2 separate regions of the Sus scrofa genome follow, and region 1 is linked to region 2. The links are chromatin contacts, called in public promoter capture Hi-C maps. All regions are on one chromosome and are shown on one strand. The core of a region is the stretch at or near the end of the contact, and the rest is flanking DNA. Distances in the headings are between cores, read along the strand shown. Region 1 holds the start of TCF3 (transcription factor E2-alpha). Region 2 holds the start of MKNK2 (MAP kinase-interacting serine/threonine-protein kinase 2).

Evidence for each region. Promoter capture Hi-C pulls out the DNA fragments that hold promoters and counts their contacts.
Region 1: a promoter capture Hi-C map of fetal liver shows a contact between it and region 2, with 3 times the contacts expected there. The contact joins the promoter of TCF3 here to the promoter of MKNK2 in region 2. A contact is called at or near these places in 1 of 5 promoter capture datasets (fetal liver) and 2 of 47 Hi-C or Micro-C datasets (brain and embryonic fibroblasts).

Annotation. Positions count from the first base shown.
Region 1 is chr2:76,854,083-76,860,355 of Sscrofa11.1, reverse strand. It overlaps TCF3 (transcription factor E2-alpha), which reads right to left and starts at 1,277. Exons shown (of 21, transcript XM_021084225.1): 1 at 986-1,277.
Region 2 is chr2:76,507,581-76,513,109 of Sscrofa11.1, reverse strand. It overlaps MKNK2 (MAP kinase-interacting serine/threonine-protein kinase 2), which reads right to left and starts at 2,808. Exons shown (of 15, transcript XM_021084205.1): 1 at 2,655-2,808; 2 at 2,378-2,512.

The sequences.
Region 1 (6,273 bases), core at 28-2,527, 350 kb before region 2:
AGGGGGCGGGAGCGGCAAGCAGAAACCGAGGGGTTAGAGGGGGTTCCGAGGTTGAGGAAGACCCGACATCAGAAAAGGAGAAACCCCCGCTTTGTTTGCCAACTGGAGACGGGTGTGAAACGGATGCCCCAGAGCACCCCCTCCTCCGCGAAGCTTTTTCTTCTTTGGAGGGCGTGTGAAACTGACTTTTTTGAGGAGTACGAAACCGCACTTTTTTGTGGGGTAGCTGAAACCGATTTTAAGGCAGACCTGGGGTGGGGGAGACTGAAACAGGCTTTTCAAGGAGATCCGAGACACTTCTGGGGTATCACAAGGACTTTTGGAGACTCGAAGCGAACTCAAAAGATGTACGAAACCACTTTGGGAGAAAGAGGGGCAAGGAACTTCTCGCTCTGGGGGGAGGGGTGGGAGGAGGCCCGGGAAACCAACCCCCACCCTACCCCCCCCCAGCAGCCGGTGCGGGCGGCGCGGCCCGGGAGCCCTTTGAAGCTCGCGGCGCTGCCGCCGCCACTGCGCTGCTCGCCCCGAAGCAGCCGCCGCCCGTGCCCGCGTACCGCGGAGCAGATGCGGCCCCCGGCCAGGATTTCGGCCCCCGCCTGCAGTGGCGCGGCGCACCTTCCCCGCAGACAAAAGGACGCTCCTTCTCCCTCTCTCGCTCCCCTCCAAACTCCGGCGCCGGCCGGGCCCCCGGGGGAGGGGGCGCCCGCGGGCCCCGCGCCGCTACCCCGCCGCGAAGTTGGGCAGCCCAGCGGCGCCCCCCGCGCCCCCGCCCGGCTCCGCAAACTTTCCTCAAGTGCCGACTGGCGGGGGCGCGCGGGCCCGAGCGCGCCCTCCACGTCGCCTGCCCCCTCCGGCGCGCAAAGTTGGAGAACAATGACTTCGGCCGCGCCGCCCCCCGCCCGGCCAGCCACTGCTCGGAGTCTCCGCACCCCAGAGCGGCCCAGCCCGCCAGGCACCGAGCGGCGGAGGGTCCCGGCGCGCTCACCTGCTCGGCGCGGCCCGGCCCGCAGCGCGCGGGGGGCGGCGACATGAACGGCCCCCCCGGACAAAGGGGCGTCGCGGCCCCGAGGGGCGCGCGTGGGCGGTGGCGCGTAGCCCGGCTCCCCGCGTATCCGCTCGGCGGACCGTCCGCGGTCCGGGCACTGGCGGAGGCGACGCGAACGGAGGCCGCGGTGCCCGCCGGCCGTGTCGCTGGGCTCGGTCCGGCCCGCTACGCCCGCGGCCGCCGCCGCTGCCTCATCTTCCTGCGGCGGGAGACATGTTCCGCCCCCAACCCGCGCCCCGCCCCCTACAGGCCCCGCCCCTCATCAGCTCCGCCCCGCGTCCGCCCGCGGATCCCTCCGCCGCGGTTTGCACGCCGCCCACTGCCACACGTCCGCCCCACGCTCCCGCCGAACGCGGCAGCGGGCCCGCGGAGCCCAGCGCCTGGAGCGGGCGATCCGAAGAATCGTGGGCCAACGGCATGAGGTGGGGGCAGGGACTATCTTCCAGAGCGGAGGCGCACGTGGATTGGCCGCATAGCCGTGACGCAAGCGGGAAGGACCGAGCGATGGAAAGAGAAGGCCGAGCGGACGAGGCCAATTGGAAGGTGCGAAAGCCTGATTGGCGGGGATGCCGGCCGTTCGCAACCAGGCTCCGCCCCGCCCCGCCCTCCCCTCTGCGCGTCCGGGTAAAGAAGGAGGCGGGACTCTCCGAGCGAGAGGCCGCGAGAAGCGATGGGGGAGGTGGGGCTTGGAGTTTTATTCTCAGGTGTGCATGGCCGGCCGCACGGCCTTTTGGGCTTGGTCGTGTCTGAGTTCCTAGGTCTGGCCCCTGCTGCTGGGTCTTGCGAGCGGGCATTCCAGACTTGGAAGGAATAAATCAGACCTATTTTCCCGTGGGGTCACTGATGCAGCTCTGTTTCAGGGTCAGAAATTCCCCCCGTGGAACCCACTCTGTGCCTCTGACTTGCTGGTTGCCTTTGTCTGCCTGAGACTCAGTTTATTCGTCGATAAAATGGGATCTTGGCCTGAGTTTGGACAAGGACTTAAGACCTTCTGACTCTCACTGGTCTGTGAGAGTCACTTAGATCCCCAGTTCCCTCCCACGTCCAGAGGCTCTTCAGCTTTTGAAAACCACAGACCCTACAGGATGGAAATAATTTTTTTTTCTTTTTGCCTTTTCTAGGGCCGCTCCCATGGCATATGGAGGTTCCCAGGCTAGGGGTCTAATCAGAGCTGTAGCCGCTAGCCTGCGCCACAGCCACAGTAATGCAGGATCCAAGCTGAGTCTGTGACCTACACCACAGCTCACCGCAACGCCGGATCCTTAACCCACTGAGCAAGGCCAGGGATCGAACCCGCAACCTCGGATTTGTTTCCGCTGCACCACAACGGGAACTCCTGGAAATAATTATTATAAATGAAAATAACACACTCTGTCATGGCCCCCTGTGTCCGCAGAGAGAAAGCTACACTCCCCTCCAGGCCAGGGATGGGCTCTTGACACAGCAGCCTCCTCCTTGCTCTTCTAGAATCTGCCTGGCTCATTCCTACCTGGGAGCAAAGGCTCTTCCATCCCTTCTGGAGCCTTGAGCCAGTTCAGTTCAGTGCTGCCCTCAATCCAGGGAACAGGACTGAAAGGAAGGAAGGAAAGTGGGGATCCTGGGGGGAATGGAAGTAGAGAAGGCCCCAGGGGCAATTGGGGAGCTCAGGAGGAGCCTAATAAAGCCCCCTCCTGCCACGCCCAAACTGGGCTGACCCTCACCCTGACCCCTCCAGGGCCAGAGTGCTCCCACGTGGGACAGGTCTGGGGAGGGGAGTGAGGTTCTTGGGGTCTGGGTTCAAATCTGGCATCCCTCCCTACACCACTGGGACTTTGGGCAAGTACTTCCCACTGTCTGGGCCTCAGTTTCCCCATAAGGAAAATGGAAGGATGAAGTGAGGGATGTGTGTTCTTATCCTGTGGCCTCTTCCCCACTGGCAGACCTGGGCATCTGGTGGGAGGCCCCCTCGGCCCCTACCTTTCCCTGTGGACCAACCCTGACCTCGCAGGTCGGTGGCCTGCTCTGGCTTTCCCCTAGCCTGGGGGTTTCTTGGGGACCAGGCTGAGGCAGAGGTCCCTCAGGGTCCCCAGCCTCACTCAGGGTAGGTCAGCACCCCTTCCCCCTCCAATGCTAAGGGTATAACCCATATAGAGCTGGGGCCAGTGTTTCTGGAATTACACATCCACTGAAGGGGAGAAATGATCTGTTCATGGGCCATGCAATCATTGACCACCGACTGTGTGCCAGGCTTGGTGCCGGGCATTAGAGCACAGTGGTGACTGTGACCTGTCCAGCCCCTACCCCTTGGGCCAAGATGAGCCATCAGAGGAACCCCCCTTTTGTCCCAAACGTGTTCTTTCCATCCACATGTTTGGCTCTCAGGTCCTCACGCCTGAGTGATTAAACCCATTGTACAGATGAGGAAACTAAGGTTCCAAAAGCTCCTCTCTGGGGCCCAGTCCACCCTGGGGCTCCTCACACCTGCCAGGAGGCCCTCCTGGCACCCACAAGCCACTATTGTCTTCTCTGGGGAGGCCCAGCATGGAGCTGAGTCACTGGGAGGAGCAGCCTGTGGGGGCCCCCACTCAGCCACAACCTCTGCCCAGCCCCAAGGCCCGGGTGCACCCCACAGGGCCCTGGCACAGGGACAGGCGGCCAGGGGCCCCTTGAGGGCGGCCCACAGACCGCTTGCCCGCCCCCGCCCATCTGACTGTGGCCTTTGTTCTCTGCTGGGTGCCCGCCACTGGGCCAGGCAGGCAGGAGCCCGCTGGAGACCTGCCTCCCCTCCTGCTCCCCCCACCATCCAAGCCACACCTACTGTGTGCTGTTCCCCCCGCCCCCCGCCTCCGGCTGGGGACCCCACAGGAGGGAAAAGACCTCATTTCTGGTTGGGAAAATGGGAAAACGAATGCCAAGGTCAGGTTCCCACCGTGGAGTAAGGCAGCTGGGGACAGAACGGGGGATGGATGGCCGTGGAAAGTTCAGGAAGACCATAGGTGTGCGAGCCAAGGTTGTCCACAGAGAGAAAACAGTTGGACTTCGGATGTGGGGGCCACCCTCCTGACCTCGTTTGCGTTTGTCTCCAGTGTGGGCACCTTCTCCTGGTGTGTGAACAGACACCTCCCACTCCCCACCCCACCCAGGCTCTCCCTGCTTTTTTGAAGCCTTGGAAGAAGGGAGGGGTATTTATCACTCCAGCCAGACCTGCACAAACCATGGTCTCAGAGTGCACTCTCAGGAGGGTAGGGGACGGCTACCTCCAGAGCTGGGGACTTAGTGGCTCATGGGACTCCTGTGGAGGGGCCTGGCCCTGACCTGTCCATCCTCACCATGACGCCTACCAGGAGCTCACTCTCACTCACTCATTCATTTGTTCTCCTGGCTTCTGCAGGGCCCGCTGCTAGGGGCTGGGCCTGGGGGTCTCCCTGGATGTTGGGGGGGTGCTATTACCCTCTGCAGAGGAGGGAGGAGGTGCTGGCCATGTTGAGTATTAAGCAGATGCTGAGGCAGCAGCCCACTGGCGGCTCCCCAAGCCTGCCTTCCGTGGTGCTTGCAGCCATGAGCGAAAGGAGGGAAGGGGACCCAGGATGACTGGGTGCGGTTCCCTCACTGCAGGCTTGTCCTGGGGAGCCAGTGGGCCAGGAGGGCAGGGTAGTGGGGGCTCTCAGGGGGGCTGAACCCCCGCCTCATGCCCCCTATTGTCAGGGGACCAGAAGGGACCCCGAACCCGCCCTTCCCTGGGGTGGGTTCCCTGGGACACTGAGACTTGGGTGTGACCAGAAGCATGAATGAAGTCAGGGGGCAAAGAGCAGGGCGCACTCAGCATGTGGGCGGGGGGACAGCAGGGGCAAAGGCCCGGAGGTGGGACTGTGCTGGGAAATTAAGAAACCCATGAGGTCTTGAGGTTGGAGCCCAGAGAAGTGAAGGGGAGAGAAGCCAAGGTCAGAGAGTCCGGTCTTTGGGGGGAGGGCACCTTGGTGGGGGTCTAAGCAGGAGAGGGACGTGGTTCCACTGCTGCTATGTGGAGGCGGCTTTAGGGGCAGGAAAGGAGGTGGTCCTTCGAGGGGAGAAGGGCTGGCCGTGGGGATGAGGGAGGATGAGGGGAAGATTGGCAGGTTTAGGGGTAACGGAAGGCTATCCCTGGAGGTGGGGGTAGGGAGACAGCCACCCACAGGAAGTCCTACCAGGACAGAGGCAGGGCTTGGCCAGGAGGGGCTGCAGAAACGAATGAATGAGTAGGGACCCTAGTGTAAACTCCAGCTCCACACTGAGCCCCAATTCTGCTCTGAACTCCTACCCTGGACCAGACTGGCAGCATGGGGTGAGACCTGGACCAAGCCCAAGAACACAGTGCCTCCTCCCCTGGGGCCCCCCCGCCCGGCCCTCTCCCCCGGCCCTGCGCCCATCTGCCCCCAGGGTTGATGCCACCTGTCGAGGACGGCCCTTCCCCCTCCTGGCCTGATGCCCACAGCTCCTGACTCAGGGGCCCCCAGGGCCTGTCCCACCACATTCCGGGGCGGCCTGTGCAAACACAGGGCACCTCCCGATCAGCCCCCTGGGCATTGTCCAACTCAGTTCCCTGGGGGCGGGGTGAGGGGTCTAGGGCAGGGAGCCCAGCTGGATCCCACCCACAGGGTGGCCCCACTGACCTCTGCCTGTGGGGGCACTGGGATGCTCCTATTCACCTGGGGGACCCAGGAGTAGGGGGCAACTCTTGAGCTTCTTGCAGGAGGCAGCAGGCTTCACCCCCATTGCTCAGATGGGGAAAGCTAAGGTTTAGATGCATGCCGGAGGCTGGCCAGCTGCCTCCACCTGGTTTGCTTGCCCTCGCAAGCTCCTTTACCTGTTCCCTGGTGCCTTCCAAAAATGGGGAGGGGGGCGTGTAGCTGTCAGCACCTTGCCACATTAGGGGGTGCAGGTTTTACTCAAAAGTGCTGGGGGTTTTACTCAAAGCCAGGAGGATGACAAGATCTCACTGGGGGCTGGGAGCTGAGCCTGAAATGCTGAGGTGTCCCCCAGGCCGGCAAGAGTGACCAGGAAGGGGGCACAGCTGGGGCAAGAGTGGGAGGTGGCGGGGGTGGGGGTCCCAAGCTGTTCCCTGGTGTGTGCTGAGGGCCATGGTGCGCCCTTGGCAGTTAATGACACTGACCCCAGTCCTGGCCTTCTCCCCTCCCCCACCTCACAACCTCTGGGGCTTTCCTGGAGTCTCCATCCCTCTGCCCTGTCTGTGCCCTCCTTCCAGGGCACCC
Region 2 (5,529 bases), core at 1,559-4,058:
CCAGGAGAGCCACAAGAGACACCCAGGGGCCCACCGGCAGAAGGGGCCTGGCCAAATTCCTGTAGATGGGAGGCCCGGAAGCCAGTCCAGCAGCAGAGGGGCAGGCAGAGGTCAGAGGGAGCGGCTGGAAAACAGGCGTGGGCCCTCCAGCCTCCCCACCCGCCCTGCAGATAGTTGCTAGGAGGCCTGGCTGGAGGGGAGGGGAGGGAGGAGGGGCTCCAGCCAGTCCCTGCAAGGGCTCCAGCAGCTGGCCCTGCCTGACTGCAAGGGGGTCGGCACCCAGGGGTTGGCACCCACAGGGAGTCAGGCACACAGGTCCTTCCACTGAGAGGTGCAGCCACAGGAAGCCAACATGGGGGTGACTAGGAGGGAGGCTGGACGTGCTGCTCAGGCAAGCGGTAGCACTCACCAGCTTCTCACCTCAGCCTAGTGACATCAGCCTGGGCCTGAAGCACCCACAGGTGACTCGGGAGGAAGCCACCCCCAACTTGTGGGACCATGTACGAGCACAAGGGCCTAACAGGGGCTCCAGGTCCTGTCACTGCCTCCAACTCAAAGAGCTGGACCCTGGAGAGGAAGCGTGGCTGAGCCACCAAGGTGAAGAGACACCAGGCATGGCCAGTTCCTGTGTCCCTGTCACCAAGTGCAAGGGGAACCAAAGACAAATCCCCACTATTTCTAAGCCTCCACTTTCCCATTTTTTGCGGGGGAGGGGGGCACCCTCAGCAGGTGGAAGTTCCCGGGCCAGGGACTGAACCTACACTACAGCAGTGACAATGCCGGATCCTTAACCTGCTGAACCACCAGGGAACTCCCACTTCCTCATCTTAAAATGGGGAAAATGTGTCAGAGACACCTAGCAGATTTGTCTATCTGCTGCCCTGCTGCCAGGCTGAGGGAGGTGCCCCAGCCCAAGGAAACAGTCTAGTGCAATAGAAGAAGCCTCCTAGCATGGCCACTCAGAGGGCCACCTCAGAGCCAGGGCTCCTATCCAGTATCCCCCCAACTCCCTCAGGACTCCCACAGTGCCACCTCAAAGCAGGGCTATCTGGCACCCTGCAGATGCCAGCCAGCTGTAGTACAAGGCAGTGTGGACAGGCCAGGCCTAGAGCTGGCTGCGGGTTTCTAGTCAGCAGGCCTTGGCAGGAGGTGGCTGGAACCATCCAGAGAGTTCGACTTTGCTTTGGCCACTGTGCTGGCCCCACACGCTGACCCCATCTAGGCTCAAGCCCAGCCCTGGGAGGGCTCAGACCACCGCCAGTGACATCTCAAGTCCATCCTGCTCCTCTTGCCCAGCCCTGAACATTTGGACATGCCAAGGCTGTGTCTGCCCCGGGGGTAGAAGCGAGGATGACAGGAGTGTGGGCAGGGGTGGGGCGCTGGCCCAGGACGCTGGCTGGACAGGCCTGGGAATTTTAACCCAGTCTCGGCTTGCTCCTCCCACCGTGGTGTGCAGTTTGCCTGTAGGTATATTCGCGCGTGCACACATACACACAAATGGACATGCATGCACGCGTGAACACACACACCTAGGTCCTGCCTTCTCTACAGGGCAACAGGTCCCTGCCCAGGGAAGCCATTACGTAACACAGCTAGCAAGGTGGGGTGGCCGCTGCGCTGACATCACTGCGTCCCCTGGGCCGGGCCCTATGGGCCACTGCCTAGCACCTGCCTGTGCCCCCCTTCCCCCTGCCCCAGACTCGTTCATCTGAGACCAGGACTTGGCGGCCACAGCCAGGGGGCCCCAGCAGAAACTTCCCGCTCTGACAGGAAATAGCACTCTGGCCTAGGGTGTCTGGAAGGTGGAGGACTGGGAGAGCATTCAATCCACTGCCCCATTCTGCAGACCACCTAGGAGGGCGTGGGGGTGCCTGCAGCCCTGCCTGGGGTTTCTGGAGGAAGGACTCCACAGACCCCACAGGCCCCATGACGCTGGGGTCAGGACTGTGGCCTGCAGATGCCCCAGTGCACACTCAGCAGGGGTCTTCAGGAGACACAAATCCAGGGGCCCCCACAGGCGGGGGAGGGGGGGCAGCAGAGGAAAGACCTTACTGGCCCCAGGGCGCTAGGGACTGAACTGTGTGGCCTACTGAACGCCCTCCCCCCCAGTATACCCCTGGCTGGGGTTTGCGGGGAACACATAGGAAGGATCCCCATAGGCCAGACTCCTAGAAGAAAGACCCACAGGCCCCAGGATATCAGAGACGGGACTGCGGCCAATTGAACACCCCTACCAGTGCACAGCTGAAGCAGCCCCAGGAGCGGGGTGGGGTGCTGCCCCGAGCTCCCGAGGGATCCTGGGGTCGGGCTCCCGCGCCCTGCCACCGGCCACTCCAGTGGTACGGCCGAGGCGCCCCCAAACCGATCCGGCCCTCACCTTGAACGAACGGTGGAAGCCCTGAAGTTCGGCTGTTTTCTTCTGCACCATCTTCTGTCCGGGCCCCGCCAGCGGGGGAGGGGACGAGGGGCCCGGGGGCGGCCCGTGGGCGGGGGGGCGGCCGAGAAGGGGACCCTGTGGGCGGGAGCAGACAAAGGAGGGCGTTGAGTGGCCGCGGCCAGCGCGCCGGGAGCCCAGGCCAGGGCGGCGAGGCTCCGTGGGGCCCGATCCCCGCGCCTGGGTTGGAGCCAGGCTGGGGTCACCGGGCCGCACTCACCGGGGTCGGGCTCGGGCCGGGGCCGCAATGCCGCCGCCCGAGACGCGCCGCAGCCCGGACCCCGCTGCGCGGACCGCGCGGGGAACAGCGCCGCCACCGCCGCTGCCGCCACCGCGGACTCCTCCGTCAGGGCCGCCACCGCCGAGAGGAGCCGGGCGCGCCGCGTCGCCACCACCTTTATAGCCAAGTTCGGCCCCGCCCCGACGCAGACCCCGCCCCTCATGACCCGCCCTTGTGCGCACGACGGGGGCGGGGCTGAAAGGCCGCTCTAGCCGTGGGGCGTGTCTGCGCGCGTGCGCCTTGCAGTGCTCCGGGTTTCTGGCGCGGGACCGGGCAAGATCCTGACGCAGCCGGAGACTCGAGGAAGCCCGCGGGACCCTGGCACTGAGCCAAAGCCCGGCCCTGCCCTCTGGCAACAACATTAGTCTATTGGCCGGGGCTAAGATACACTGACTCCTTTTAGCCACTCTCCTGCTCCAGAACCTGCCATGGCTCCCTCTTGCATCTTTGCTTGAGAACCTGGTGTGTCTCCTTTTCAGCTTCTTGATCCTGGCCCCAGCTATCGTGCAGGAGCACCCCAACTGGCTTAGAGGCTTAGCCGCCTCCCCAGATTGCTCCCCCAAAGTTCACCCTATTATTGGCTTGAAAAGGGGACCACTGGAGTTCCCTTGTGGCACAGCAGATTAAAGATAGGGCGTTGTCCTGCTCTGGCTTTGGTCGCTGCTGTGGCGTGGGTTTGATCCCTGGACCATTCGCAGCCAAAATAAAAGAAGAAGTAAAGAATAGGGGACTGCAGTCAGGCATGGGGACTGAGCTCTATGAAGGACTGTCCTTCAGTCCTGCAAAGAAGTGTTTCCCCTGACTGATGGAGAAAAAGGCCAAGGGGTGGGGGCCACAGAACAAAAAGCAAAACACAACCCCGTTTCAGCTGAGGCCCTGACCCAGATCTGAGAGCTTCAGTTCATCCTGAGCCGGGCCAGCTCCCTGTCTCTGTCCCCACAGCCCTGTGGTGCATGGTCCTTAGACCTGGGCCTGGCCACGTGGGGGCACAGGTCTGGACTGTCCTCCCTCTCCTCCAGGCCCCAGTCTATCCTTCCAGGGGCTTCTCACCCTGCCCCAGCTATCCCCCAACCAGGCCTGAACTGGGTGATCACCTTCCCTTTGAGGCTGCCTCAAGTTACATGCTGCCCCCCAAGGCTACAGCTCAAGGCACAGGAGCTGTGAGGGCTGACCTCAGTCCTCTGGAATGTTTGGTGGGACCTGCAGGGAACTCCCCAGCCAGCCCCCAGCCCTCACCTGACCCATGCACGCATGGGTGTTGTGTGTGTGTGTGTGTGTGTGTGTGTGTGTGTGTGTGTGTGTGACCTTGGCTCCAGGTGTTTGGGGTGGGGCTGCTAGACCGGCCTGCCCAGGAGGCCTCAGTCTCCCCCCACACCATCCCACCCCTCTCCTCACCTGGCTGTCCCTTCCCACTCATGCCCGGGAGCCAGGATCCTCTCTGTGTGTACAGTCACCTGTGCTTTGGGATGGCTGGTGGGTACAGCTGGGTCCCTACCCCTCCCCAGAAGACCAGCTCTGTCAGAGCCCCGATCCTCTCACTGCTGGTCCAGCACCCAGCACAGGGCCCAGCACCCACACAGGAAGTGCTCACTCAGTGCTGCTGAAGAGAAAGGCCATAGTTAGCCAGGCGTGCCTGCGTGTCTGCATGCACGCATACAGGGGTTGTGTCAGTGTGTGAGCTTCCAGAGGCTGCTTCCAGAGCCCAAAGACTGAAATCAAGGCATTGTCGGCAAGGCCACACCCTCCGCAAAGGCTCTAGGGGAATATCCTTCCTGCCTCTTCCAGCTTTAGTGGGTGCCAGCCACGCCTGGGCTCCTTGGCTTAGAGCTGCATCACCCTGTCTCTGCCTCATTTTCATGTGGTGCCATCTCTGTGACTCTCCTCTCTTGGAAAGACATCAGTCATTGCCTTAAGGTCACCCTATTCCACTATCACTTCATCTTAATTGGATCACACCTGCAAAGACCCCGTTTCCTAAGGTCACGTTCACAGGTTCCAGGAGTTGGAACACAGACCTATCTTTCTAAGGGACACAATTCAACCCAGACTGTAAGGGGCAGGAACCTTTTCCGGGCATGTGGCTGTGATGCTTCTGTCTCCTGTGGCAGGTAGTTAGCTGTATCTGTCCCTGTGTGTGGATCTGAGTGGAGTTGCTAGTCACAGTGACCTCAGGGAGCAGAAAGGCAGTGGAGTCTTGCCCAGGGCCATCCTCCTAGGTCCAGCCAAGCTCAGGTCCTGGGCAGCCTTCTTTGGGATCCCAGCTGGTGGAGGCGGGTTTGTTCTCAAAGCCAAAAGCCAGGTCCTCCACTGGGCAATGCTCAGAGGAGCTGTCTTACCCTTGCCCACCTGCGACAAGTGGTCCCTTCATGGGTCCAGTACCCCCAGGGTGAGGAAACAGGAAGCTCAGAGATGGAAAAATGGCTCCTGCCTCTGGGGTCCTTCCACTGAGGTCTGCCTTTCAGCCCTGCTGACTTCGGGGCCAGATCATGGTGTGGGGAGGCATCCTGGGCACTATGGGCTGTTAAGCAGCATCCCTTGTCCCCACCCTCTTCATGCCAGGAGCCCCCCAGTCATGAGGACCACATATGCCTTCAGCAACCACCCAGTGTCTGTAGGGAGAAGCTTCTCAACTCCTGTATGAGAACCACTGCTTCTGCCTGCTGGGTACATGAGGGCGGCTGCCAAGGGAGCAGTGGTATGAGTGCTGGGAGGGGCTCCCTGTGCACACAGAGGCCCTCTAACATGGGTAAGGGACATACATGTGTGCACACACATGTGGACTTCAGTGCTGGAAAAGTGAGTGCTTGCATGTGTG